Linked DNA regions of Mus musculus: region 1 is linked to region 2. Evidence: chromatin contacts called from public ChIA-PET data. All regions are on one chromosome and are shown on one strand. Each heading gives the region's core, a stretch centred on a gene start, on an enhancer-like site or on the middle of the called end of the contact. The rest is flanking DNA. Distances are from core to core; before and after follow the strand shown.

Region 1 (6,719 bases), core at 3,004-5,503, 250 kb after region 2:
AGCTTGGAGGTCCCACAGCCCTGAGGTCCTGGCGAGACCAGGCTACACTCACCGCAGGTTCGACTTGGCATGGACGTGGCAGGTTGTGACATTCAGAGCCTCTTCATGGCTCCACATGCAAGAGACATTGGCTCTTGAGTTGTAGAAGCATTCAAGATGGGAACAGTCTGTGGGCAGAGTGGGGTGTGAGTGGCTGGCTACGAGACATACATGGCCTCTGGATATGTCCACTACCCTGCGCTTGGCACCCTGTGCCTGCCCCAGGAAGAGGTAGGGGACTCAGCTGGGAAGAAAAGGAATTCGAGTTCATTTCATTGCCATGTGTGTGTGTGTGTGTGTGTGTGTGTGTGTGTGTGTGTTTGTGTTCATGTGCATGTATGTAGATACACACGCCACAGACTCTGTTTTCACTATAAATGACCAACCCATCACAAGAAACTGGTGGCAGTAGGTGGTCATGGTATGTGTATAGAGGCCAGAGGACAACTTTTAGAGATCAACTCTCTCCTTCCACCACAGCATCTGGGAAATTGAACTCAGGTTGTCAAGTCTGTGGGGCAAACACTTTGCCCAGTGAGCCACTTTGCCAGCCCATTCCTGACTTGTTTTTATGTGAGTGTTGGAATTCTGGACGCCAGTTCTCATGCTTGTACGCCTGTGCCAGGCACTCTGCCCACTGAGCCACCTGTCACAACCCCAATCCAGACCCATTTCAAAGGGAAGACACAGAGCGCCTATCCATGGCCAAGCAGGCCCCATCAGCAGCCTCTGCATGTGTCTGGGAGAAGCCTGTGCAAGCTCAGGAAGATGGATACCTGCCCTTGGGTCCCACTGCCTTGTCCCTCTTCACCTTGCCTCCCAGGCTAGATGGATCTCCTCCCTGAAGCAGGAATCTGGGATGTGACCTCCCACTGGGGAAAGTATGGACATCAAAATGCCAGATGCTCACTTTTCACTGCTGCAGATGCCCAAGGTGTAGCCAGGAGCAGGAGGAAGACGTAGAGGGACAGGCTCCAGGGAAGAGCTATGGTAGCCATCACAGCTGAGAGGAGCTGAGGATGCAAACCCTAAGTGGAGAAGGAAAGAACAAGTCAGAAACCCCACCCCACTCTACCCTCTCTCCGCCCAGCCAGAGCAAAGCAGGCCCAGGCTCTCTCTCCCTCTGAGCTCCCTTCCTTCCTCCAGAGGTGCCTAAAATGTCAGACCAAACCAGTCCTTACACGGACTCTGTTTTCACTATAAATGACCAACCCATCACAAGAAACTGGTGGCAGTAGGTGGTCATGCAAGGAGTTCCTAGGGGCAGCCACCGGCTCTCCGGAGCACGGTGTGAATGAGGTGTCTCCCACCCAAAGCATCTTTGGCAGATGCCCACCCCATGTACCCAGGTGAGGTGAGGTGACAGGGACTCAGCTCTGTGATTGGACAGCCAAGTCCCTGGGTGACTAATAGGCGAGAAGCATCCACATCATAGCTGTTCTGGGAAAAGGAATCGCTCAGGCCCCAAGCAGGATAGAGACCAGCTCAAGACTTTTGCACATGACTTAAAACAGTGTTCAGTTTGAAAACACACATACACGCATGCATTCACGTACCTATGTATATGAGTCATAGACAGTCTATCAGGACAAGGACATTTGGATTCCATTCATTCCTGGGTCTCTGATCTCCAAATGAATACCTATCACAGGGCTACCAAGAGCACCCACTTCAGCCCTGAGGAGCATGGAAGGCAAGACCGTGGCCTGCCTTAGGTGGTTCTTGCAGTCCACATAAGCTGGTGGCTTTGGTCTGGACCTCTAAAAGCCTCCCTGGACTTGTCCTTCCCACATTGCACCCAAGGCTCCTGGTATCCCATTTCTCATTCTCTTTTCTGCTGGTTCTGTGGCACTCGCCCTGGTCTCCCCCATGAAGGAAGGACAATCTACCTTGGGTTGCCTTCCATCCCTCTGGCTTGTCACCTACCACACTGCCAAGGCAGTGTGCCCACTCCAAACCACTGACCTCGGAACACAGGAGGCCCTCAATAAATGTCATGCACTGAAGGGTTTGTGGGACAGCAAGTGATGGGTGGCGGCCCGGTGACAGTGTTTGCCGGGTATGTTCATCAAACACTGCCCAGGCCTTGTGCCCAGGCCCTCATACTTCCAGCTACTCTATGCTGCCTGGCAGCTCAGCAGCTATTTGGTGTCTTTGCTAGGCAGACAAGGAGACCAAGGATCCCAGGACCAAGTCTACGGAACTGGGGTTCCACCCCAGACCTCCCTTCCCTGGAAGATCAACTCCCCGCAGGTGCTTGGGTAGAAAGGGAGCCCTAACAGGTTCAGCCCAAGCAAGGGGCCTTCCACAGCCCCTTGTGAGCCCAACAGGATCTGAAGCACTCTACGTGTTCATTCAATAAGGCAGCAAGCCAGGTCGGACCCAGACATCTGAGCAGCCTCATGATGGCGTGGGGTTGGGGTGAGGGAGGGCATAACCCTGGGGGAGAGGAAGAGGAATGAAAGAGGCAAGATTATAGCCGGGCCACAAGCCACAGCCAAAAACAGAGAATGCCTAAGAAAAGGCACTCAAACCTGCTCCCCACCCCTGGCTGAAGAGGCACAAAAGCATCCACCCATCATGGACAGGGTTAGACGGAAGAGCATATGGAAGGTTCTGGAAGGGTCAGGCTGGGGGGCAGGGTAGCTTCAAGCAGTCATGGTGGTTGCAGCTTCCTTCGGCAAGAGGGAAACTGAATCTCTGGGAGACTAAGAAAACCACTCCAAAACCACACAGCACAAGGCCAGCCTCGGGCAGAGTGAGTACAGCCCAAGAATCTCAGAGTCCCAGGCACTGTCCCCCTGAGGCTCACCCACGTATGCCCTTCGCAACCACCAGACGTTCATCTCCCTGACTCATATATGTCTCCGCTGAGGCCCTGAAAAGGTCTGTCATCCCACAGACCCAGGCTGCTCTAACTGGGTCACCTGATTTCCAGTACAGTGGTGATGCTGACGGAGGAGGAGGGTCAGCCATGAGTGACAGTCGTGTCACACTCCCTGCGTCAGACTGACCCACACATGTCACAGAGAGGTCTCACAGCACAAGAGCAGGTTCTGTGACTGACTGCTCCTTCCCTATGGGAAGATCAGGGCCTAAAGCAGCCTGTTTCCCAGGATAAAGGTTCCAGTGCTGGGGCAGTCCAAGGCCTCACAGGTCTGTGAGGTACAGGGTCGACTGAGGGAGGACGGACGGCAAGCAAGAGCTTGTCTGTCAGATCTGGTGGCCTTTGACCTCAGAGATCCTTTCTCTGGCCACCTCTCCAGAGACACACACATTCACAAAGACACACACACACACACACACACACACACACACACCACTGTTCACCTCTTGCTGTTCAGTTCAGCTGAGGAGTGTGTGAAAGAAAGGGGACCTTCAAAGGTAGTTCTGCCTTCCTCAGCCACCCACCTTGGCCCTGAAGTACTGTAAACACAGCTAACGGTGGGAAGCTCCTACCTCAGGCAGCCTCGGAGACGGAGCCCCATGCCTGGCGATGTCCTTAACCTCTCTAGCCACTCGGTAATGTCAGAGACAAATCTAAGCTAGAACTCTACCTCTGACCTCCAGCCTAGGGCCCTCAGAAACCTGTCAATCAACATAGCTGACTGGACAGCCAGGTCCCAGGGGGAGATTCCTTCTCTCTTTCTCACTAAGGAGAATTCTCCAGGCTGAGATGAACTCCACAGGCGTCAGCGTTGAATCCCACCTGTCCCATACACGCCATGCCACCTCCCAATACTGACGAGCTACAAATCTTTTCCTCCACCCTTCTGGGCTAAGACATCCCCACACAGGATCCAGGGAAGTCCCTCCTAGCGAAAATGGCACACAGCTTCCCACAGAGTAGACTGGGAAGAAGCCACTGTGCCCTGACATTGGAAGGGGTTTATTCTTAAAGGAGAAACCATGACAGCCAGGCTACCCCCTTCCCCAGGGAATCCTAAGACAAGGTTAATCATCAAAGCCCAGATACAAACTACAAAGGGAACCAAGTTAGAGATGAGCGCCCCCTCCCAGCTCCCTGTCCCTTGGGAGGACCAGCAAGAGGTAGTGGGGTGCCCAGGGCTCCCAGGGGACCACACAGGGGCATCACCTGGCTGCAACATGGAGTTGTGTCGAGATGTTCCCTGCAGTCCTGCTGGAGGTTGGGTCCACGGCCATCTCCTGCTCCGCAGCTTAGGTAGCAGACAACAGCTAGGCCAGCAACAGACTGAAACCCAAGGCGAGCCCACTTCCTGTATAGAGGATGAGGGGCAAGGCCCAATGGGAGGTGGAGAGATGGGGGGTGATGAGGTAGCCTGAAACTCCACACACACCTAGCACTGATAAGATCTCCTCCTACGCCCAGGGGCAGCCACTGAATGTGGTGGCACACACGCTCACACAGTTACTGTGGTACAGGGACCTAGCTATGCACAGAACCTGAGGGGGCAGGCCCTTCTTTGCCTACTCTTCCCCGCTACATCTCACACATGCCACCCTAACACCATCGACTTCTGCTCACGCATGAGCACACACGCGCATGCACACACACACACACACACACACACACACACACACACACACATACATATGCTCACACCCTAACACCAAAGCCACCCACAGACACATCATCCCTCTAGGACCTAGAGTCTAGGTGTCCTCTTTGCTGATCTCCATTTTAGCCATCCCCCAGCCCCCGCTACATGCTGCCCTTTACTTCAGTCTCTGAGATGCCCTTTATTTAGGCTAGCATTCAAAGGTGACTGACTGGTTTTAAGGCTTGATAAGCAGTTTGATGGCCAATGAGTGGCCCTCCTATCACTTTCTTCCTTTCCGAGTTGTAAGTTCTAATCCTTCCTCTCTCGGTGAGATAGGGTGGCAGGGTTCAGTTCACGGCTTTTATTTTTAACAATGAAGTCACGAATTTCTCCGTAAATGAATGGGTGTTTATTTACATATTGTATCACAGGACCAGGGACTCCCCGTTTCTATCTCCCCTTCATCTTGGTTTTAATGCCAGGCTTGGGGAAATATGACAAGCTTCTGCCCTCTTGTGAAAAGAAGGGAGTTGTAAGAATTCTGTTCTCTGGACATAACAGCCATTACCATCTTCATCGGGGCAGCTGTAACTGCCACAAGAGAGCCACACGATTGGACCTGCTGATGTTCATCCCCTCACAAGAAGGGAAGAGAAGTAACAGGAACCCCTCCCCTGAGGTCCAGCTTTAGCGATGTGTAACTGAACTCAGGGGTACTTACACACTAGAGAGGATAGGTTAGCCAAAGAAGAAGTGACTCCATCTATACAACTATGGGGATGCCATCATCCATGCTCAGCTGTGACTTCCCAGTAACATAGTTGCTTGGGGGGGTGGTCACCCAAACTGATGTAAGCAACCCCTTACTCCATAAATGTGCACAAGAAACTCACTAGCTCACCAAGCTAGACTTCAGTGGAGCTGTTTCTTGCTCTGTCGTTGGTGCCCTGTCTGGGATATGGAGGGACGTATGCACACACACAAAATCCCCAGGACTCTGGGGATGCTGGAGAGTGAAATCAAGAACCCTAAAAAGAGAATTGAGACAAGCCAGGAAAGGAGGTATGTGGGCTGCCATTGCTAGGGAGAGTCACCCCGGCTGTGTGACCTGGACTTGCTGAACTTCAGTTCACAAATCTGTAAAATGGGATTACTATTTTAGTTTCATTGAGGTGACAAAATTCCCAGGCAAAATCAGCTTAAAGGAGGAAAGATTTCTTGTGGCTTTTGGGTGGCCCGGCCCCTGGTGTCTTAGATCTGCCACAGTGAAACACCATGATAAGAGAACAAAGCTGCTCCCTGACTTGTCAAGCAGGAAGTGGGGAAAGGGGAGAAGGCTGAGGACAGGATATGTGTCCAAGGCATGTTCCCAGAGACCTACCTCCTCCAACTACTTCCCACCTCCTATCAGCCCACCAAGCTACAGACTCATCCCTGGACCCATGGCATCCGCATGGCCGCATCCTTATAGCTATATCAGGGCTCCAGACTTCCTGCAGAGGAGCTGTCTGGGGTAGGGTGGGAGAACCTCATAGACAGACTGGAATAGGGTCTTATCAGTTCTTGCCTGAGCCTGGGGTGAGGACTGACACACAGGAAGGTATCCATGAAGACTTGGGATAAAAGCCAGTTCTCCTTGACAGGGCGTGAATGTGCCCCTAAATGTTCATGCATTAGAAATCCAAGCCCCCTAAATTCTTATATTGATTGTCTGTGAGAGCAGAAATCTCAGAGGCCATTAGGGTGGGGGTGAAGGCATGAAGGTGGCTTCCTACAATGGCACTGATGTGGAAGAGAAACAGGAGCCAACATGGCGCTCCCTCCAGCCATGTGACGCCTTTGACCTGTGCTGAGGCAGAAGGAAGGCCTTACCCACTACCTCTGCCAACACTCAGGAAGCTCCACAGCTGTGGGCCCAGCAAGCTCCAACTCTCTGACATACTGAGGCCCAGCCACAGAAAATGGCTAACGACTCTCTCTTGTCCCACCCCCCTCCTCCCCTGGAAGATTCTTTAATAACAGTAGAAGGCAAGAGACATATCCATGGTGACGGGGAGATTGACAGGCCAGGTTTCCCAAGCATAGAATACTTCTGGAAGCTTCTCGGGAAGCCGTGATGAGCGGCTCTTGGCTTTGCATGCAGACCTGGGACTTAGC
Region 2 (7,373 bases), core at 2,749-5,248:
CTTGAACAGTGCTGGATGTTTTGTGCCCTGCCCATTCTCTCTCTCTCTCTCTCTCTCTCTCTCTCTCTCTCTCTCTCTCTCTCTCTCTCTCTCCTCTCAGCTATTTTCTGAGCATGCTCAGTCTTGCTCTGGGGGTACCCAAAAACCTGGATCCCCTGGAGCTATCCCTTTCCGAATGGCCCTTGACACCTGGTTTGAGTGTGTGGTGTTTCTTTTTTTATGCTGTAGTTTCTTGGTTATTGTTAGTCTTTTGTTTAAATCCTATCTACCTTTAACTCCCTCTAGCAATTCATTCCTCCCTCTGACTTGCTAATTTCAAGTCTCTAACCTGGTCACTAAGCGGCTAGCATTGGGGAGATGTGGAAGAAGCCTGACAGAAGTCAGGGGTTGAGAACTTTCTTCTGTAAATGAAACATGCCAGTCTCCATGTGGCCTTTGAGCTTCGATGGCTATCTGTCTGTTTGAGACAGGGCTTGCCGTGTAGCCCAGGCTGGCCCACGCCGAAGGTGAAGTGGGGAGTCAGCTGGAGTCGGGAAGATTGCACCAGCGGCTGCTTGGTATGTGTGCCGAGCAACGGAGGCTTTCTTATTTAAGGGGCGGACTGAGGGGCCTGGGTGACTCCTCTCTCCCTGGGACAGGTGGCTGCATGAAATGAGGAGCCGGGACGGGAGGAGAGCAGGAAGCATGGCAGCTCAGGACGGGAGCCCACTGCTGACAGGGTGTCTGGCTTCCAATTACACTGCCTCAGAGCTCCACATAAAATTAGCAGCAGCATTCTCTGTAAAAGGAGCCAGAGAAATAACCACATTCAGCAGAACCGCAAGCAGGGACGGAAGACAGAGGGAGAAAGGGCAGGCTTGGCCCAGCGTGGACTCCAGGTCCCTTCTAGGACACCCTTGGCCCCTGCTGCCCAGGTGGCTCCCAGGCTGAGTCAGGAACACAGACAGGATAATCCTGCAGGGGTCGGGGGGGGGGGAGGGGGGCTGAGTGTGGGAGTGTGGGAAGGGGGGGACTGAGGGGACCTGGTCAGGTGGCCTAGAGGGCTCAACACACACACACACACACACACACACACACACACACACACACACACACACGGGTGGGGGAGGGAGAGGGAGAGAGAAAGCCAAAAAGAAAAATAAAGGAGAAATGGTTTAGAATATGTTGGCTTGTGGGAGGACATGCTGCCCTTGTGTGTATGTGCTTGAGTGTGTGTCTGTGTGTATGTGATGTGTTTGTGTATGTGTGTATGTTGTATGTGTATGTGTGTGTGTCTGTGTGTGTTTCTGTGTGTGTGTATCTTTGTGTGTTTCTGTATCTCTCTGTGTGCATGATGTGTGTATATATATGTGTATGTGTGTGTTTGTGTGTGTGTGCATTGTGTGCATGTGTGTGTATGTATGCTTGTGTGTACCTGTGTGTGTTTATGTATATGTGTCTGTGAGTGTATGTGTGTGTATCTGTGACTATATGTGCGTGTCTCTGTGTGCATGTTTGTGTATGTGTGTCTGTGTCTGCATGTGCATGTATGTGTGTGTGTATATTCGTGTCTGTGCCTGTGTGTGTCTCTCTGTGTATATGTGTGTGTGTGTACATGGGCCACCACCAAGACTCCATCAGAGAAAAGTATTCGCTCTGCTTGTGACGTCACCACTCTCCGAGTCAGAGGCTCTTTAGAGACCCTCAGAAACAGGCATACCTGCCCACACACAGTTGTACTCGTCTCTGCACAAACTGGCCTTGAACTCCTGGTCCTCCTGCCTCCACGTCCTGAGAACTGGGATTACATGTGTTCTTACCCTTGTTTTATTTGGTGCTGGGACTGAGCCCAGGGCTTCACTCACGCTACACAAGTGCTCTGCATCCCAGCCCCAAACCAGCACATTTTCAAGCCAGGACAGGCATGCTGTGACACAGTCTCTCACTAGTGCTATGTGACATTCTCTTGTGGAAGCAATGTCACCATTTCCTGTTTCATGACCACCTGTTGACCAACATTCTCCTCTGCAGGGGCCAAGCTTGTACCTCTGTGCTCACAGACCCCCCTCTTCCACTGCACCCCTCCTTGCTCCCCTGGTTGTTTCCTCCAAAAGCTGGGACGCCTGAGCCCCGAGGCCCAGCCAGAGCCTCTGAATCATGTCTAGCTCCTCAGGTGTGAATTCTTCTGAAGTCCAAGGCGCCTGGATTTGCAGTTTTGTGTAGTGCTGACTCCGAACTGCTTCCTCAGCACAGTTCAGAGCCAGCTTTTCTCTGGATTTCACACCAGTGGGGGCTTCAGGCTCGAGGCTCCCTCTGTCTACCCGTGGCTGGAGAACTTCCTTCGCTTCCTCGGGCACCCAGGCCAATGGCTGAGAAACCCTCTTCGGTGTTTGCTGTGATATCCAGCTTCACATGAGAGCTCAAGGTGGACTTCCTGCCAGCAGTGGGACATGTGACCTGCATCTGGTCTCTGGCCAGTCACTGGAGCCTCATCTTTAGTAACACATGTGTTTGCCGTTCCCTAGGCCTGGGTATCAGTCTCCATCCTCAGTCATGGGTACAATTCCTGCTCGTCTTAGACCTCTCAGATCACCTTTCCTTGTCTTGAGCAGGGATTTGTATGCTTAAAAGAGCTAACTCTGTGAACTGCGGTACTTCTGTGTGCTGGGAGTAGGTCAGACCGTCCATTCTACGTTCCTCTACCACCCTGATCTATCTGTGCAGTGCAAAGGCCTTGATGAACATGCAGTCACTGGTGGAGTGTCCCTCTCCCACTTTCCTGTCCCCTCCTGTGACTTTCTTCATCCTCGTTTCTGTCTCCCCAGGAGCCCATGCCCTGCCTGGCCACGGGGAGGGCAGTTCTCACTGGGCAGACTCTATCCTGGGAGCTCTAGGTTCATCCTCTCTGGGCTGGGTCAGGGCCAGAAGATCCCTTCAGGGTGACAGGATGGAGGGGGGACATTTTAAAGTAAGGATCCTAAAACATTCTATATTCTTGGAGCCAGATCCTGAGGAGTCTGAGACTGCTTCCAATCCAGCCCCATTTAAGGTGAGAAACATAGGCCGTTCCAGATTCCTCAGGGGGAAAGCCCTGTCCCCACAGCCACGTTCCAAAGTTGGGGAGATAGGAGCCTGATTCAGGCAGGCTGGGCAGGCTGCCATCTCTCCTTCTGTCTTAGCATACCATCAAGTGGAGCTGGGGGTTGGGGGACATTCTCTGGGCTGCTGGGCCCATCCTCACTGTAGGCTTTGGAGAGCTCCCTACAGAACCAAGCATTAGAAGGAGCTGACGAAGAACTTCCTCCTTCTGCTCACATAATCTGGGTGTCCGCAGCGTAGTGCTGGCCTGGAAGAAGCCTAACACACAAACACACGTTTGGAACACACTGGGGTAGGGAACCCCGCTGGTGAGAGCTTGCCGCAGGAAAAGCCCGGAGAGTGGCAGGGAGGGTCTGGTGAGGACAGGTTTGTTTCTTAGAGGGCAGCTTCTGAGCTGAGACCTACAGGAGATAGGAGAGGAGCATTGGGAATGTGGTGGCAATGAGGGAAGAGAGATTGGGAGAGCAGGCAGCCCACGGGGCCTTGGGGATTCTGAAGCCAGCAGCGGGGGCTTGGGGCTTTTCTGAGAGCTGAGTAGGGAGGTGGAGGCAGATTGTAAGGAGAGCCTCTGTGTGGATGGAAGCTCTGGGAGAGCTGAATGTGGTATCTCAGAGCCCAGAGCCCCAGATGGGGCATAAAACAATGACTTCCTAGTATAAGAGGGAGGGGGACCAGGAGAGCTTCCTGGAAAAAGCACTATCTCCACCAGACCTTAGGAATGAATGGCAGGTCTTGGATGCTTGAGAAAGGGATTCAGGAAGAAGCCTGAGGAGGAAGTCCACAAGTGTCCTTGATGGACTACCCAGGGCTAAAACTGCTCTATGGTGGGTGGAGCTCAGCACCAGAGACAGGCACTGAGGAAATCCCCAAAGCCAGTGGCCTCACGCAAGCCCAGCACCCAAGGGTGCCACTTCCTCAACTGCTGTGCAGCTGGGAAGTGGCTGAGAAGACGTGTGAGGGCCAGGCAGCTCAAAGCCTGAAGGAGGTACTTCAAGGAGGGTCCAGAGAAGCTGGGCAGGGCGGGACCTCCTCAAAGGCTGCCCCTGGGGACACCCCAAGCTTCAGGAAGCTCTCAGATGCACATAGGAGGAAGTGAGAGGTGAACTCGGCCTGGATCTGGTTGGGCAAGGCCCCCATCCATCTGCTTTTCTGACTACCCACAGCCATGGCCCTGGCCCAGCAGCTGCGATCAGAGAGGTGAGAGTGTGCCTCTATTCCCTGCCAGGCTTTCTCAATGATCCCAATAGGCCTGGGGGGTGGGTATGGGGAAGTAAGAGGCTGTCCCTCCTGTCACCTGATATCAGTGGATCAGCACAGAGTCAAATTTGAAGGTCTTGCTGAATGATACTGCAGGAGCTGCATGCTCCAGCAGATGTTTCTAGAACCTTGACTTAGTAGGTCGGCAGTGTTATGCACCAGTAAGAAGCCTAAGGCTCAGAATGGGGAGTGGCTTGGATGTGGCCAAGGACCACAGGGTGAGTGGGTGGCAGAGCCTGGGAGCAGAGGTGTCCTGGGTGCTAGGCTTGGGTTCTGGGTTCCTGGTTCCACACTGCAATCAGGAGCGGCTCTTCCATCTGCCCTTCAGACTGAAACTGGCCTCTGCGTTTTCCTATCTTTAGGTTCAGATAGCCCAGGCTCTGCCGTCTGACCCCTCACTCCACTTCCTTGTCCTGAACAGGTCTTAGATGCTTGGCACAATGTTGGGGGCCGGGTCTTTGCTCTGCCTGCTCTGAGGGTGTTTTAGTTTTTTGGATCACAGTTGTGTCTCTGGGAGGCCGAACAGCCCTGGGACACACTGAGAGCTCACTACATCTGCTAAGAGCTCAAAAATGACCCAGATCTATCTTGGACAATGCTGACATTATACAGGTAGGGACAAGGAGACCTGATGGCCCCAAGCCCGGCCACCTCATTCAGTCAGCACTTGCTCAGTGTCTCTTATGGAGACAGCCCTGTGTTCCCATCTGCATGTGGAGACCCAAATGACAGAACCGTCCCCTGGATCAAGCAGAAAGCAACGTTAGGAAGCCAAGTGTCCATGTGAACTGCTTGAGAGTCACCAGAACAGGTCTGACTGACAAGACCCAGGTGTGAGCAAAGCACTCGTGGGATCTGGAAAAGGGGATGGGATTCCTGTAGGTCAAAGGTCAGAGGAGGTTTGTCTGTAACAAGAGTTAGTGTTGGGTGGGGGTCCTTCCATAGCTATAGAGAGTGTTACTGGGGTGCTAAGTAAGGCTGCATAATATGACTCCAGCCTTTCTCACCCCCAAGTTCTCCTAGGAGACTGACAGACATGCAAACTTGAATCTTCTAGAAACTGTAGCCACTAGAAGCTTGGGTCCCTTCTTGTTTCTTGGGGTGCAGAGTTCAGATGGTGCCTGTAAGGACTATCAGGGCTCAGTGTTTCCTCCGCCCACTCTGCCCTTTCCACAGCTGTTCCCCCGCCCTCTGAGGGGGGTGGCTCTCCTCCTCTGCCCCTGATAGGACCATGGACCCAGGTCCTAGGGCCATCAGACCCAGTATCTCCAGCGTCCTCTTTGAGAACCAGTCCGGCAGAGATACAGACGAGGAGATATCATATATAGTGTCTCTTCCAGGGCAGCTGCAGAGTTTAGCTCCCATGGCCACATGTCATTCCAGCTCCCACTGTGATTGAGGTACCACACACCTGCAGTTTTCAGGACTCCCCTAGATCAGGTCCCCAAGCGGACCTCCATGTGTAGCTCCCGTGTGCACGGAGCCTGGTATCCACCCAACAAAACCCGTGTGGGGTCCGAGGGGGACAGCTATCTTCCCAGTCCCCTTCCCTCTCCCCACACCACAGCCTCCTTGGCAGCTCAGCTGCAGACGGCTCACACTGGGACAAGTGGAAGTAGCCGCTCAGGACCTTCTAGGCGCCTGGCGCCGCTCTGGGTGCTTAGGGGATGCAGTGTGCTCTTATGGGGTGGCAGGGATTTGATGATTGTCTCCATTTTCAGAGAGGGGTGGGAGGAGCCGGAGGATGGGGAGAGGCCCCACAAGGTCTCTTCTGACAGGGAGCTGAGTGAATTCTGGTCCTAGTCCAGGGTATTATCTGGCCCTGTCTGGCCTAGTATGTCTTCTGACACTAGCGCTGCCCAGACACTTCTGGTTTCTCCTACCCCAGAGAAAGGTTGCTGTTCTTCCACGAGGCAGGAAGGCCCCTTGTGTGAGATCTGTCTGCTTCTGGCCTCTTTTCCCTTGCTCTGTCTCCTGTCCTGCCTCTGATCATGCCTGCCTTCCTGAAGTTTCTTGAAATTGTCCCTCTTATACGATTTCCAGGGAGTCTTTGTGCTGTCCACTCCCTCTCCTGCCTGATAGGACCTCCCTGGTGCCGTAGCCGGCTCTCTGTGCTTTCCTTACCCTTGGCTGTAGGGAACCCCACTTTCCCATGGCAATCCTAACGTCCCCACCCCCACCCCCACCAACTGTCTTCTGCTCCACTGTTGGTGTCTTGAAGAACGTGATGAGGGTCACCCGTGGAAAGTCCTTGGCCCGTGATGAAACAGAGGGATTACTTCTTGGGTATTCAATTTCCCCACTCCTCAGAGCTATGGAGTACAAGAAGCAGAGAGCAGGACCCCGTGATGCTAAGAAGTGTCTGTTCTGTGCTCCGGGCTGCAGAATGCGGGGAACAGGCCCAGTGCTGGGCTTCATCCAAGGTCTCTCAGCTTCTTTGTCTCGAATCCCACTCACCTCACCTGGGCAAGCTCCATAACCTCTCGGTGCCTCACCATCACCCTACCCCAAGGTGGCTCTATCTCCAAGGAGTAGGTGCCCAGTTCCTGGTGTGGTGTGAGCACTCTCAGCCATTAGTGTTACCCAAACTTCCAGAATGGCCAACGGCTATTTTTCCCTTTCCAGTTCCCTCCTGCCCCACCCCAGCTTCTGGGGGAAGTGGGTGAGGCCACTCTTTCAGAGGATGTCCTCATGGGACATGTTGAAAAGCGAGTGGGAAGGCCCCAGTGACCACAGAGGTGCCCCAGCCTGGGGGACAGCCCCTGCTGGTCTGCTGACTTCCCCAGTCACTGCCTGGTGACTTCTGAATCCAGATACACCATCCTGGGACAGACCAGGTCCCAGGGGACCAGAGAACCAGCATGGACTCTGTGCAGGGTGTGTGGGCTCCTGGGGATCCCATACTTTGTGAGGTGTGGGACAAGTCCTATCTGTCTCTCAGGCACTGCTAGGAGAACCCAATCACTTCTTCAACTCCTCCTCCTCACCCTCCTTTTCATCTTCCTCCATTTCCATGTTCCCTTCTCCTTCCTCTATCT

What was found. ChIA-PET counts read pairs in DNA pulled down with a chosen protein or histone mark.
Region 1: a contact with region 2 is called in an RNA polymerase II ChIA-PET map of memory CD8 T cells, with 49 read pairs. The contact joins the promoter of Il2rb here to the promoter of Ncf4 in region 2. A contact is called at or near these places in 2 of 39 promoter capture datasets (embryonic stem cells and liver), 3 of 115 datasets of contacts at active chromatin or transcription factors (bone marrow-derived macrophages, large pre-B cells and memory CD8 T cells) and 2 of 9 other capture datasets (adipose tissue and liver).

The regions. Positions count from the first base shown.
Region 1 is chr15:78,490,813-78,497,531 of GRCm38.p6, forward strand. It overlaps Il2rb (interleukin 2 receptor, beta chain), which reads right to left and starts at 4,254. Exons shown (of 10, transcript NM_008368.4): 1 at 4,136-4,254; 2 at 950-1,067; 3 at 53-167. The coding sequence starts at 1,037.
Region 2 is chr15:78,240,813-78,248,185 of GRCm38.p6, forward strand. Ncf4 (neutrophil cytosolic factor 4) reads left to right here and starts at 3,999. Exons shown (of 10, transcript NM_008677.2): 1 at 3,999-4,275. The coding sequence starts at 4,244.